Regions from separate parts of the Triticum aestivum genome. Here region 2 is linked to region 1. Evidence: chromatin contacts called from public Hi-C data. All regions are on one chromosome and are shown on one strand. Each heading gives the region's core, a stretch centred on a gene start, on an enhancer-like site or on the middle of the called end of the contact. The rest is flanking DNA. Distances are from core to core; before and after follow the strand shown. Region 1 holds the start of LOC123058733 (a long non-coding RNA gene). Region 2 holds the start of LOC123062454 (CBL-interacting protein kinase 11).

What was found. A called contact is a pair of places that touch in the nucleus more often than the background predicts.
Region 2: a Hi-C map of leaf shows a contact between it and region 1, with 3 times the contacts expected there. The contact joins the promoter of LOC123062454 here to the enhancer-like site in region 1. A contact is called at or near these places in 2 of 5 Hi-C or Micro-C datasets (both in leaf).

Annotation. Positions count from the first base shown.
Region 1 is chr3A:595,493,596-595,499,460 of IWGSC CS RefSeq v2.1, reverse strand. LOC123058733 (a long non-coding RNA gene) reads right to left here and starts at 709. Exons shown (of 3, transcript XR_006427290.1): 1 at 514-709; 2 at 329-430; 3 at 150-253. Within about 2 kb of position 3,675, at least 6 of the 8 cell types and tissues checked have an H3K27ac peak or open chromatin away from gene starts, as enhancers often do. A contact at or near this core is called in leaf, where this site is marked.
Region 2 is chr3A:595,821,053-595,826,917 of IWGSC CS RefSeq v2.1, reverse strand. LOC123062454 (CBL-interacting protein kinase 11) reads right to left here and starts at 2,814. Exons shown (of 2, transcript XM_044485975.1): 1 at 2,508-2,814; 2 at 145-2,139. The coding sequence starts at 1,824. The coding sequence ends at 301.

The sequences.
Region 1 (5,865 bases), core at 2,426-4,925:
TATCACACAATCAAACAATATGGTGAAGACCGACGTCGTAATCAAGTGAGAATCACATCTAAAGGATTAGTCATACCTCTTGGGTGACCGCACCCTCATCATCCTAATAAGCATATGAGGAACTCACATCGTCCCTCTGATGGTGAGATGAGGGGTCTGATGGTGTACCAGACCTAGAGGCAGATGGTTCATCAATTTCGGGATCACGGCAACCGAGAAGATTCGATAACCGCCTTAACTTCCTGCCCTGACGCTATAACATGAACAAGTGTGGAAGATGTGAAACTCCGCAACATAGACTACCTCTCATAGTGAATGCGATTTGTACCTTGAGGAATGCTCATAGTGGACCATCATCATTGCCTTTTCCAACCAGTGTTTCCTCCAGAATAGACTGGCTCTCATCAGCTGCTTTCTTGATCTCGGTGCGCTGCGGATGAGAAAGAATGAACACGTTAGCCATTCAAACATGTGTAATACGGCCAACGGGAAAGTAAAGAAGAAACACTTTACCACATAGTTAATCACCAGAACAGCAGGGACTCCGTGCCCTACCCTGACATCTCTGTTGTACTTCCCCTTTGATAGATCCTCAAAGTTTACGGGTTCTTCAAGAATATCCTCATTATATGCAGGCGGGCATATCTCAACTCGAGTATTTTCAAGAAGCCATCGTATGTAGTTATCAAAAGCAAGTGGACAATGCTCACGAAGCTTGGCGCGTGCACTGCTACGAGCTTCCTCCACATAAAGCTGGAAGCGGGTAACATATGAAGCATGATGCTTGTCCCAGTCCTTTATCTTTCGTTGCCTTCTCCTGTCCAACCTGCATGGTACAAAACCAAACATTAGCAAAATCAAGGAGTGACGATGCTTAGTCAATATGGTTCATGCTGTCTTACCTATGAAGTGCTTTGTCCGTATCCACCCATTCCGGCGGGTGAGGCTGGAACAGACCGAACTGACGAGACACGCGATGTGGCAAATGAAACTCAACAGCCCAGTTGCATATCAGTGGGCACCGCATACGCCAGAGATCCCTATCCCGCAAGCACATCGAGTTGATGGTAAACTCCGGGGTGTACCCAAGTCTGTCATCGGTGCCATATGGCTGCCATTCCACCTATGAAATAGGGCAACAATGCAAAATTGGTGAATTTTTTTAGGCAAACATGAGAAATGACTGAAGTAATGACCTCGTTACCTGCTCAGGCGTAATCGTGTCCAACTCGGCAACGTACTTCTGGTACATGAGATTGACATCGTTCGTCATCTCAGAAACCACATCCCACTTGTAAGCCCAAGTGGGGCGCCGTAATTCGTCATCTTCATCTTCATACCAAGGATTAAACCTGATGCTCTTCGGGCGTCCAACAGGCAGACGCTCCCAGCTCCATACAGAAAGTAGAAGCATATTACCACCAATGCCTGCACTATCTGTGATCCTGCAACACGCATCGTCCAGCTGCATATGAAAGAAAAACAATGTTAACTTGACAGCAAGCTTGCATTGCTAATGAAGAAATGAGTTGATCACAAAACAGACCAACTACCTGTCGGTACAAGTAGGCAAGAGTCGCTGAACCCCAGCTCCATTTGCTATCGAAGACGGTCAACGCCTTCAGCCACATCCATGGAGCGTTCTTGCCAGTGGAGTCAGGAAACAAAGTCCTCGACACAACATACCACATGTAGACACGAGCATGTGTCTGGATCACGTCATCAGTGGCATCCGGAGGGCACGTCGCAAAGTGAGTTTGAATCCACTTGAAAGCAGCTCCGGATGCTTTCCTTTCCTTCTTCTTCTTCTCTTCTCCCTCCTCTACATCAGCCTCAGCCTCGGTAGGAGCCATACCGATAAGAGCAGTCATCTGCTCGCGCCACCCATCAGAATCGGTGCTCATATAGAGAGGCATCCCGTCGATAGCAAGACCGGTGATCACGAGACATCCTCGAGCATCACGGTCATCTCCCAGTCCGAAGATGGAAAGTATGCGTCTCCGGCCTCCACCGATCAGCAAGAACGGACACCAGTGGAGCGTTCAGATTCGGCGTGGACCGGCTGACCAACTGAATCCACGGGAGTAGTCCTGCCTGCTTGATGTACGGTGTGTACCGCTCATCGTAAGGCATGGCAGGACCAGAGACCCCGTGATACCGAATCTTCAAAGGTTCAAGCTTCTGCAATAAACAAGTAATGACAAATCTTAGGGCATGTAAATTTCAACTTAAGGCAAAATATTTAGATTACTCGTTATTACCATCTCCTTCTCGCGCATCATGTAGGCCCGGTGTTTCGTGTCGTAGACATCGTCGAGAAGCCAAACCATCCTTACAAAGTTCAAACAATAAACATATATGAGTTCATCTCAAATATCGGTAAACACTCAACATTTCATATGTGTTCATCTAAACATCTCATATGTATTCATCTACAAGAATCTCAACATCTCCTTCTCACACAATGAATAAATGATTGTAAATTCTCATATATATCTAGTATGTCATATGTGTTCAAGTAAATCAATATCTCATATTTCAAATAAACTCAACATTTAATATATATCTAAAAAAATTCAACATCTCACATATAGCTACAACACTCAACATCTCATAATTATCTACAAAACTAGGCATCTCATATATATCTAAAAAAATTACAATCTAGGTTTCACTAACAAGAATCATATAGTGTGTGTGTGTGGGGGGGGGGGGGGTCAAAGGTTCCACCTAATCTTGGGCAAACAAAGATCCAAACCAAGCAAATCAAAGGTTCCACCTAATCTTGGGCAAATTCCTAAAATTGCAACGCATTTACGGAGAAAAAGAAAGGGAACGGAGGAGTTTACCTAGTAGGAGGGATTGGAGATCGAATCCGGACCTCAAAACTTCAGATCTGAGAGGGGTGTGGAGGGATTCGAAGGGAGCGCCGCTGCCGCCGCTCTCTGTAAACAGAGCAACTGCTCAGAGGGGGAAGAACTGTTGGGAGGGGCTGGCCCGATGCGGCTTAAGTCAATGTGCAGCGCCCAAGCCATAGGCGCTGCACATTACACAGTGTGGCGCCTATCCCTTGGGCGCTGCACTGCTGTCTGTGAGGCCGCAACCCAACCAGGGCTGCCACGCTGGCAGGAGGTGCGACGCCTAAGGCAGAGGCGCTGCATAGTGGTGTGTGGCGCCTAGCTGTCGGGCGCCACACGAAAGGGTCAGCAGAGTGAAATTTTTTCAAGAGCAGATCATTTTGTGATTTGATTTCGCCCTGAGATCAAATATATGATTTTTGCCCCCGCGCGCGCGGTGACAGCTCCCGATCCAGCTCCGACGTCCGCGTACCTTTGCCCTGCGGCGCTCGACCCGTCCCCTCCAGCTGCGAAGCTCCGAACACGAGGAGAAGGGACGGCGTACGGACTGGACCGGTGTGGCCACGACGACGATCCATCGCCGAATGAGAAGCGACGGAACCTCCAAGCCGCGTCCCGTCCATCAGACGCTAGCCAGCGACCGGCCCGCCTACTGTGCCTCGGGCTGGGCAGTCGGGTGGGATCGGGAGCGCATCTCGTCTGCTTTCGGCCGATTCGTTCCGTTTCGACCGCCTACTGGCCGCTAAGCCCCGGGCCACGTGCTTTCAACAGTGCGAGCGTACGTACTACGTGGGTGCATGGTAGGAGCGTACGTACGTACGTACGTCCTACGCACAAACCCGGCTAGCTCTTTACCCACGAGTCGAGGTTAGCCAATGGCATAAGCGTACAAACCCGTGCGTGCGCACGTACGTACCGCGTATAGTACGACGTTTGTTCAGCAGCACATTCATTTTTATTTTATTTTTTTGCGGGGAAACAGCGCATTCATTGCCGGACCCAGCCGATATTTTCATGTCAAGCGAGATCTACTCTAGAACAAAGCGGGCGACGATTTTGCGTGGGCACGGCGCACGTGCACCGAGCTCGGATGCCCGAGAGGCAGCTCGTGTTCAGATCGACAGCCGGCCGGCCGGTGCACATTGCTCAAAGGCCCTGAAGATTCCTGCCGTACCAAACGTGGTTCGCGATCGCCAAGACCACGCACGGAACAGGTCCGTATATTCCAGCGACCCAGCTCATGATCGTTGTGGCTGAGCATGACCATTCACCGGCCTGCTAGCTGCCTGGTTAGCTCAGCTCAGGGCGCGTCAAGCTAGGCTGCTAATCATCATTGCTCCAAATAATTGTGCGAACTGCTGGCGTCGCTGGCGTGAGATCTACTGCACATAGCGGCATGGCGCTATGGCATGGCAGCAGCACGATTTTTTGCTTGCTTGGAGCGACCGATAGATTCTGAATCATTGCAGTCGCGGCCTATCCGGGCCGGGGCATGACATGGTACTACCCACGCATGCACGGACTGAAATCGCTGGTAGAAACAGGCTTACAGGCTGCCCATGACTAAGTAGCTGCTTCGACTAGCCATGATCCTACTGCTCCAGCTTAGGGACTGGGGCGATCGATCTCGCGAGAAATTTATTGTTGATGTGTAGGACTTCGGCCTCGATACAGGTCGTATCAACACGTCAGTCTGGGTGGTATAGCAACGGGATTCACATACTGCTAGTTTTTGTAGATTGACATATCAGCTACATCTAGATCTACTTAGAGCATCTCCAATAGATTGTTCAAATTTTGACGGTCCAAGATCGGAGATGTAAATTTTGGACCGTCAAAAAATACGTTTTGGAGCTCCGAAAAAAGGCCAACTCCAACAAATAGTCCAAATTCATGGTTCAAAAAAGCAACTCCAATAGACGGTCCAAATTCATGGTCCACAACCTTGGGGAATTCCGTCAAACACCTTGTGCGCGCGGTGAAAAAAGATGGCCGCCGGTTGGATTGGCTGCTACGGTCGGCTTCGGACGGCGACAGTGATAAGAAATGAGGTAGGAGGCCGACCAAGAGAAGCTCGGCGGGCGGCGAAGACTAGTTCGGCAGCCGGGCGAAGGGCTTGGTGCGGCAGTCGTGCGGCCGGCGCAACGGCCGTGGACAGGCTCACGGCCGACGGGAGGAGGTCGGCGGCAGCCTATAAGACCTGGCAGAGGTCTACCGTGGCAGCCGGACCGCCGGAGGGGCCGAATCCCGCGCCGGCCGCCACCCGATTCGGCGGCGTCCGGGCGGCGGCGGGGAGGCGACGGTGGCGGAGGGCGGCGGCGGGGATGTGGGATGGTGGCGGCGCCGACGGTGAGGTTTTGGGCGGTCGCGGCTGCGGATTCCGGCCGGCTGTTCTTCGGGCGGGCGGACGGGGGCGTGCGGGAAAGGAAATAAAGTGGTGGTTGGGCGTTCGCGGGCGGCGGCTGGTTTTGTACCAGATGCATCTCGTGATGTACATTTGCACCGCGAGGTGTTGTATTTTACATCAAGAGGAGGCCGCGGTCCAATTTTTTTTTTACATATAGACCGTCTGTTGAAGCAGCGTTTTTTATTTTAGATGATCCAAAAGTTAAGTATTTGTACATATGGACCATTTATTGGAGATGCTCTTATATAGTATGTTCTGATAACCATGTATATGTAGGCGGGAAGACGAAATGGAGTGGTGAATGACGACAGCAAAGGAGCCCGGGCCCGTCGCTAGTGTTTTTTTTTTTAGGTTGTGGCGGTCGCTACATTTGGAACGCAAAAATGAGAAAGAAGGGCCCTAAAAAATAGGCACTCCCTCCCATCCGAAATAAGTACTTTTGAATTGGGGATAGTTCAAAACAGTTCAAACCACGACACTATTTATGGATCGAAGGTAATTGTTTTTTAGGAGCAAAAATAAAATGAGGAAGAAAGGAAGGAGAAGGGCTTTTGATTTCAGAAAAGAGGGAGATGAGCAAGTGGGCTTTTGCTGGTTGCA
Region 2 (5,865 bases), core at 1,565-4,064, 330 kb before region 1:
TTTCTATCATTGCATAGGTTCACTCTCCTTGGAAAACAAATTACAATAATTAGAAACTCCAAGAACTAGATGGTGCTGGTCAACAGTCATTTTATTTCAAGAAGGTTCAAAAACGGAATCAAGAGTTCATTTCCCCCTATAGTATGCAAAACTGAAACTATACATTCACTTATGTTATACACACAAGCTTTACAATTCAAGAGGAAAAAAGACTGTCTATAAATCATGGTTGCAAAGAGTATGGAATTAGAAGTACAGGGAAACACACACGAGGTACTTTCATCCGGTACTGCTATCATGTCAATCTTGGTGTTTGAAGCCATTCTGTGGTGGCAATGGTGGTTGTTCCTGCAAGTCCTGCTGCTCCTGTGGTTGTAAAGGTGGGTGCAACTGATCCTGTCCCTCTTGCTGTTGCAATGGTGGTTGCAACTCATCATGTGGCTGCTGTGTTGGCGACCGTGACTGATGTTGCTCCCCTTGCAGAATCGGCTCTGACCGATGGTGCTGATCACCTTGCCATACCCATACAATATCCTTGAGTGCTGGCCTTACTTCCTCTTTCACCAGCTTTTGATACTCCATAGTGTCTCCATTAGTCTTTTTCAACTCAACTAGGAGAAAAGAAGGGGCTACCTCGAAAATCTCGGCATCAAGCTCGAGAAACCCCTTCTTTCCTTCCTTTGGAGCAGCCAACTTCAGGACTCCATTTTCTTTCTTCTTAATTTTTAGCTTCAAGCGTTTGGCCAGTTCCTTCAACTTTGTAAGTACTATTGTTACAGGCTGCCTAGTGGTAAACCGTTCTTCCCTGCGACCATACTCATCCTCAAAAAACCCAGATAGATTGAACCCTGTTGACAGAGAGATGATGTCAAATGCATTCAGGTTTGGGAGGCTTAATGACCCTTGATTTCCCTCAGAAGTGCTGCATCCTGTCGAGCCTGGCGACGCAGCTTCAGCTGAAAAGGTGTTGTGCTTTGCTTCAGGCTCGGTTTTCTTTGCATTTACCTCAACTGGTCTTCTGTACCAAGCACTTCTCTTTATCCTAGAGATTGTAATCCTAGTACTGGGATCTGGATCAAGGATTTTATGTAATAGCTCCTTCAGCTCAGCGGAAAAATACCGAGGGCATTTGAAGTCCGCTTTGGAAATCCTTCTGTACATCTCTATCAGATTTGCCTCATGAAAAGGAAGGTAACCAGCCACAAGCACAAACAGAATTACTCCACTGGACCATACATCTGCTTTTGCACCATCATAGCCTTTCCTGCTAAGCACTTCAGGGGCAACATAAGCTGGAGTTCCACATGTGGTGTGCAGGAGACCATCCTGCCTCGCGCAATCAGCCAGGGCACTCAAACCAAAATCTGAGACTTTTAGGTTTTCATTCTCATCCAGGAGTAGATTTTCAGGCTTCAGATCACGGTGATAAACACCCCTGCTGTGGCAATAGTCAATAGCACTGATCAATTGGTGGAAATACCTCCTAGCAGCATCCTCATTAAGCTTCCCCTCCTTTACTATTTTGTTGAAAAGCTCACCACCTTTAGCATACTCCAATACAAAATAAATCTTGCTCTTGGTAGCCATTACCTCAAAAAGCTGCAGGACATTTGGGTGCTTCACCAATCTCATTACTGAAATCTCCCTCTTTATCTGCTCGATAAGTCCAACCTTGGTAACCTTATCTTTATTGATCATCTTTATAGCAACAGCTTGGCCAGTTGCAAGATTTCGGGCATAATACACCTTCGCAAAAGTTCCTTGTCCCAATTGCTTCCCGATTTCATAACGGCCCATCAAGATAGTCCTCCTCTCATCCATCATATCAAGCTATCTGAACGGAGTAAAACAAACGAACACCACACACACCGCTTATATAGCAGTATCTAGACTGTATACCTCATGAATGGAGCAGATGTCAACTGTCTTCACAAATGTGATTATCAACAAATACTGACCCCTTCGGTATACTGTGCTTCACACCACAGAGAGGAGGAACAGTACCAGTATGCAGCACATTATCATGAGAGCCCCACAGCATGAGCTTGAACGAAGCTCTGATCTTGTTTGCACAAAGTAAGTGTTTGCTGTTACGCCAGCACATCTTTCTGCATTCCCAAGTCTTCTTCCGGTGAACAACTGCCAGCCAGAAGATCAGATTAAATCATAACGGATACATGTAATGCAGGGTGGGATTACGAGCTCTAATGAAAAAACACAAATTCTGTGGCCTTTGTGGACATTAAGGCAAAATCTTGGGTGACACCCCAATGTTGTCTATCAAACTGAGATGGTACAGAACAAACAAGAGCATCCGCCAAAGCTGGATAACTGGGTGAAGCAAAGATGCCATCTCTTGAACTCTAGAAACGATTATTTCGACAATTCTAACTCAAAAACCGACCATTCCTGCAACAGGCATCCAAAATCGGCAAAATTCACGCCCAGGACGGGGCTAAACAGAGCGCTGCCAGCAAGTAGATCTCTTCCTGTCGGAAGAACAGTACCTGATCAAGAACGGGAGAAGGAAGCGCCGCGAATCCCACGGGACGCCATAGAAATCGACCGGGATCGATCCCGTGAAGCAGGCGGGCGCCGATTTGGTGCGCGTTTGGCCGCCTTGCAAGCTTGCTGTTGGTGGATTCTGGGATTTCCTGGCTGTAGGTGCCGCGCTCTCATACTCTTCCTCCTCTGGGATGGCGCTTAGCCTTTTGTGGCTAGATCCCTCGGAATCTTCTAATTTCGGTCTTAGCGATGATTGTAGCCCGGCGGCGGCGCGCTTCTCCAGAATGGAGGGAGTGCAGCAGGTTTGGCAGCCGTTTACGCTGCCGTGTTGACGATGCGGGCCTTTTTCTCATTTTGCACCTAACCTTTTGGGATTTCACTGCATTGGACGTTTGGTGAGGATCTACTTTTTTTTTGAGGGGGGATGAGGATCTACTAGGGGACGAACGAATCATACTCTGGGCTGCCCAGGTTTTGGGCTAGGCTTTGGAAAGCCCAGTATGAAAACACCAAGCCCGAACCTGGCCCGAAGTACTTGAACAATGCTTTATTTATTTAATTTGATTCACCACAAAAAATTATTTAATTTGATCTCTTGGCTATTATTAAAAATACCTATATATTTTTAAAAAATTAGTCAGGAGTGTCGTCCCCTATGAGGGCATTTTCCCTGGGTGTGGAAGCGCTTCAAGTGTTGCGTCCCAATTTCGTCATATGTCGCATGTGGACGCACCTCCACACACGAGCCTGTTTTTTTAGGTTTTGTTTGATTTTTTTCTATAAAATAAATAGATTTTGGGGATTTGCTCATTTTTCCGAGCTGTCTCAATTTTTTTAGGGTTTTTTGGGATTTCTCTTACCTTTTATTTTCTCGGGTTTTCCTGTTTTTAGAGCACATGTAGGTTGCAGTGGAGGAGTGTATATTAATTCGCGTTTGTTCATGTAGGAAGCACAATAGTGTGCTAGTTTGGAGCACATACACATAGGAAGCACGCGTTGGTGCAAGTTTGGAGCAAAGTTTAATTCACATAGGGAGCCCGGGTTAGTGTCATTTGGGAGCATAGATTAGTTCACGTAAGAAGCACAGGTCAATGCTAGTTGAGACTTGAGAGCACATGCACGTGAGAAGTACATGTTGCTCCTACTTATAGGTTAGTTCACTTAGAGAGCACATATTAGTGTTGGTTTGGAGCATATATTGGAGGCATGCAGATTAGTGCTAGTTGGAAGGACGCGGCATTTCGGCTCTTGGGTGCATCTGCACCCAAGGGTAAACAGTAACATAAGAAACTACTAGAAAAAATAATGAAAGATATTCGAGTGCGTGATGTCCGTGTCAAATTTCATCATGTTTGGATATATACTCAATTTTTTTTCTTTTTTACTAAGAGCTGCTCAGATGTTCCAAACATGACAAAATTTGACATGGACATTATGCACTCAAACATCTTTCATGAAAAAAAAAACAATTTTTCTGGACTTTTCTAGTGTTTTTTACTTTACAGTTCACCAGGAGCATATGAGCCTGAGCTCAGAAATGAATATTCATAGTTGGAACTACAGCTTGGGGGGCACATATTAGTAATAGTAGGGAGAACTGTTATTTCAGTTAGGAGCACATGTTAGTGTAGTTGGGAGCACAAATTTTGCCTAAAAAAGTTTGATGAAAGCTATCAACATGGTATCTAGTTTCGAAGATGTCAACGTAAAAAACACAATAGTGAAAACGGTTCGTAATTTAGACGTGTGGTTTGAGAAAAAGATGTTTAAAAAAGTGGATCTACAAAAACACACGAACAAACCCACTCATCCGTCTCCTCCTGTAGGGGGTATCCCACCAAAAATTTTGGATGTCGACAAGTGGCGCACTTGCGGTGTACAACTTGTCGCCACCAGCAGAGATGAGAAGTGACCTTTGTAAAGTGTACCCCTTAACTAGTGATTTTGTAAATAAAACATAATTTTAGAACATTTTGGGTTGGGCTCCGGATGGAAAAGTGGATCCCAAGAACTAGCTCAGATGACGTGCTTTTGGACCCCATATTACCCGTGCTCAAGTTTACATCCAATGGCTAGCTATTGAGGTTGTGTCTAAACTTGTGTTTCATGAAAGAATATGATATTTGTTGTACACTTCAGTGTGTCTTTGAATCACCATAACTGACATTGCATGTACTCTCCACGACATAGTACACATAAAAACGTGTCAACATCTTCCATCCATGCCTCTCCAACATGGGAAACTAAGGGTCTTCAGAACCAAAAGCCTAAATGCCCATCAATGACCCTACTTGTCGACGATGTAGTGGGCCTATTGTCAAAGCAAGAACATGGCATAGGGTGAAGCGATCAAGTGAATGTGGTCGGTGATGCACTTATTAATGACCCGATTGTTCTCCTTCTCTATGGCTCGAAGGTGCCATTCTTGCAACTTGGTGGCGCCTCCTCTATCGACTGATCTGCCATCGTTGGTGTTTTGGCATAACACGATATCCCAGAGATTTCACAGGTGGCTTTGTCCCCATCAACATGACACACACACACACACACACACACACGTGTTAGGCCCTATGACATATTCATTGGCAGGAGAAGATAATGTTGGGGATTGAAAGAAATCAAAAAAATCTTGCACCAATGCAGTTGATCATTAGATTAAGAGGAAGACCTTATAATCGATATAAATGCAAGGAATAGGGTTGTCATGCAACAAGGATGCACATAGATTTATGTATGAATGAAAGTTCTCTTATGGACTAGTGGGGGTCCATAAACTTGCTTCTCATGAAGACCTAGAGTTCATTTGAGGAGGCTCATCATTGGAATATTCTAGGATTGATAATTATGTCTATAGGAGGGTTAATAGACTACTAATCACAATAATGGCCTCTTTTCCAAAGTTTAGATTTTTGGCAGAATTTAGGCTTTTCCAGCAATCTATAGAACGCCCTACACATGGAAGTCTAGAAAAATAGGTAGTGGAAAGTAAAGACATGCAAGTGAAAGTAAAGGAGTAGAGTTTAGAGAATCGCAAGCACAATTGGCTTGGTGAAGATTTTTCCCTATGGTTAAGATAGTTGGCAATATCTTACATCCAAGTTGATGGAGGCTATGTTCAACGAAGGGTCTAAGATCACAAGGATCTCGATTGCAAGATTCCTAATGGCCCACAAAAGGACACTCAACCACGAAGGGTCCACAAAGAAGCAACCACACCCATTCCACATGTCTTGCGCCCATGAAGGACTATACTCACTAGGGTTGATCTTCACAAAGTAGGCGAGCTCTAAGTCCGTACAAACTTCTTGGATTCTTCACAAACCTAAAGACTTCCAAGCACACCTAGCAGATCCAGGAGGC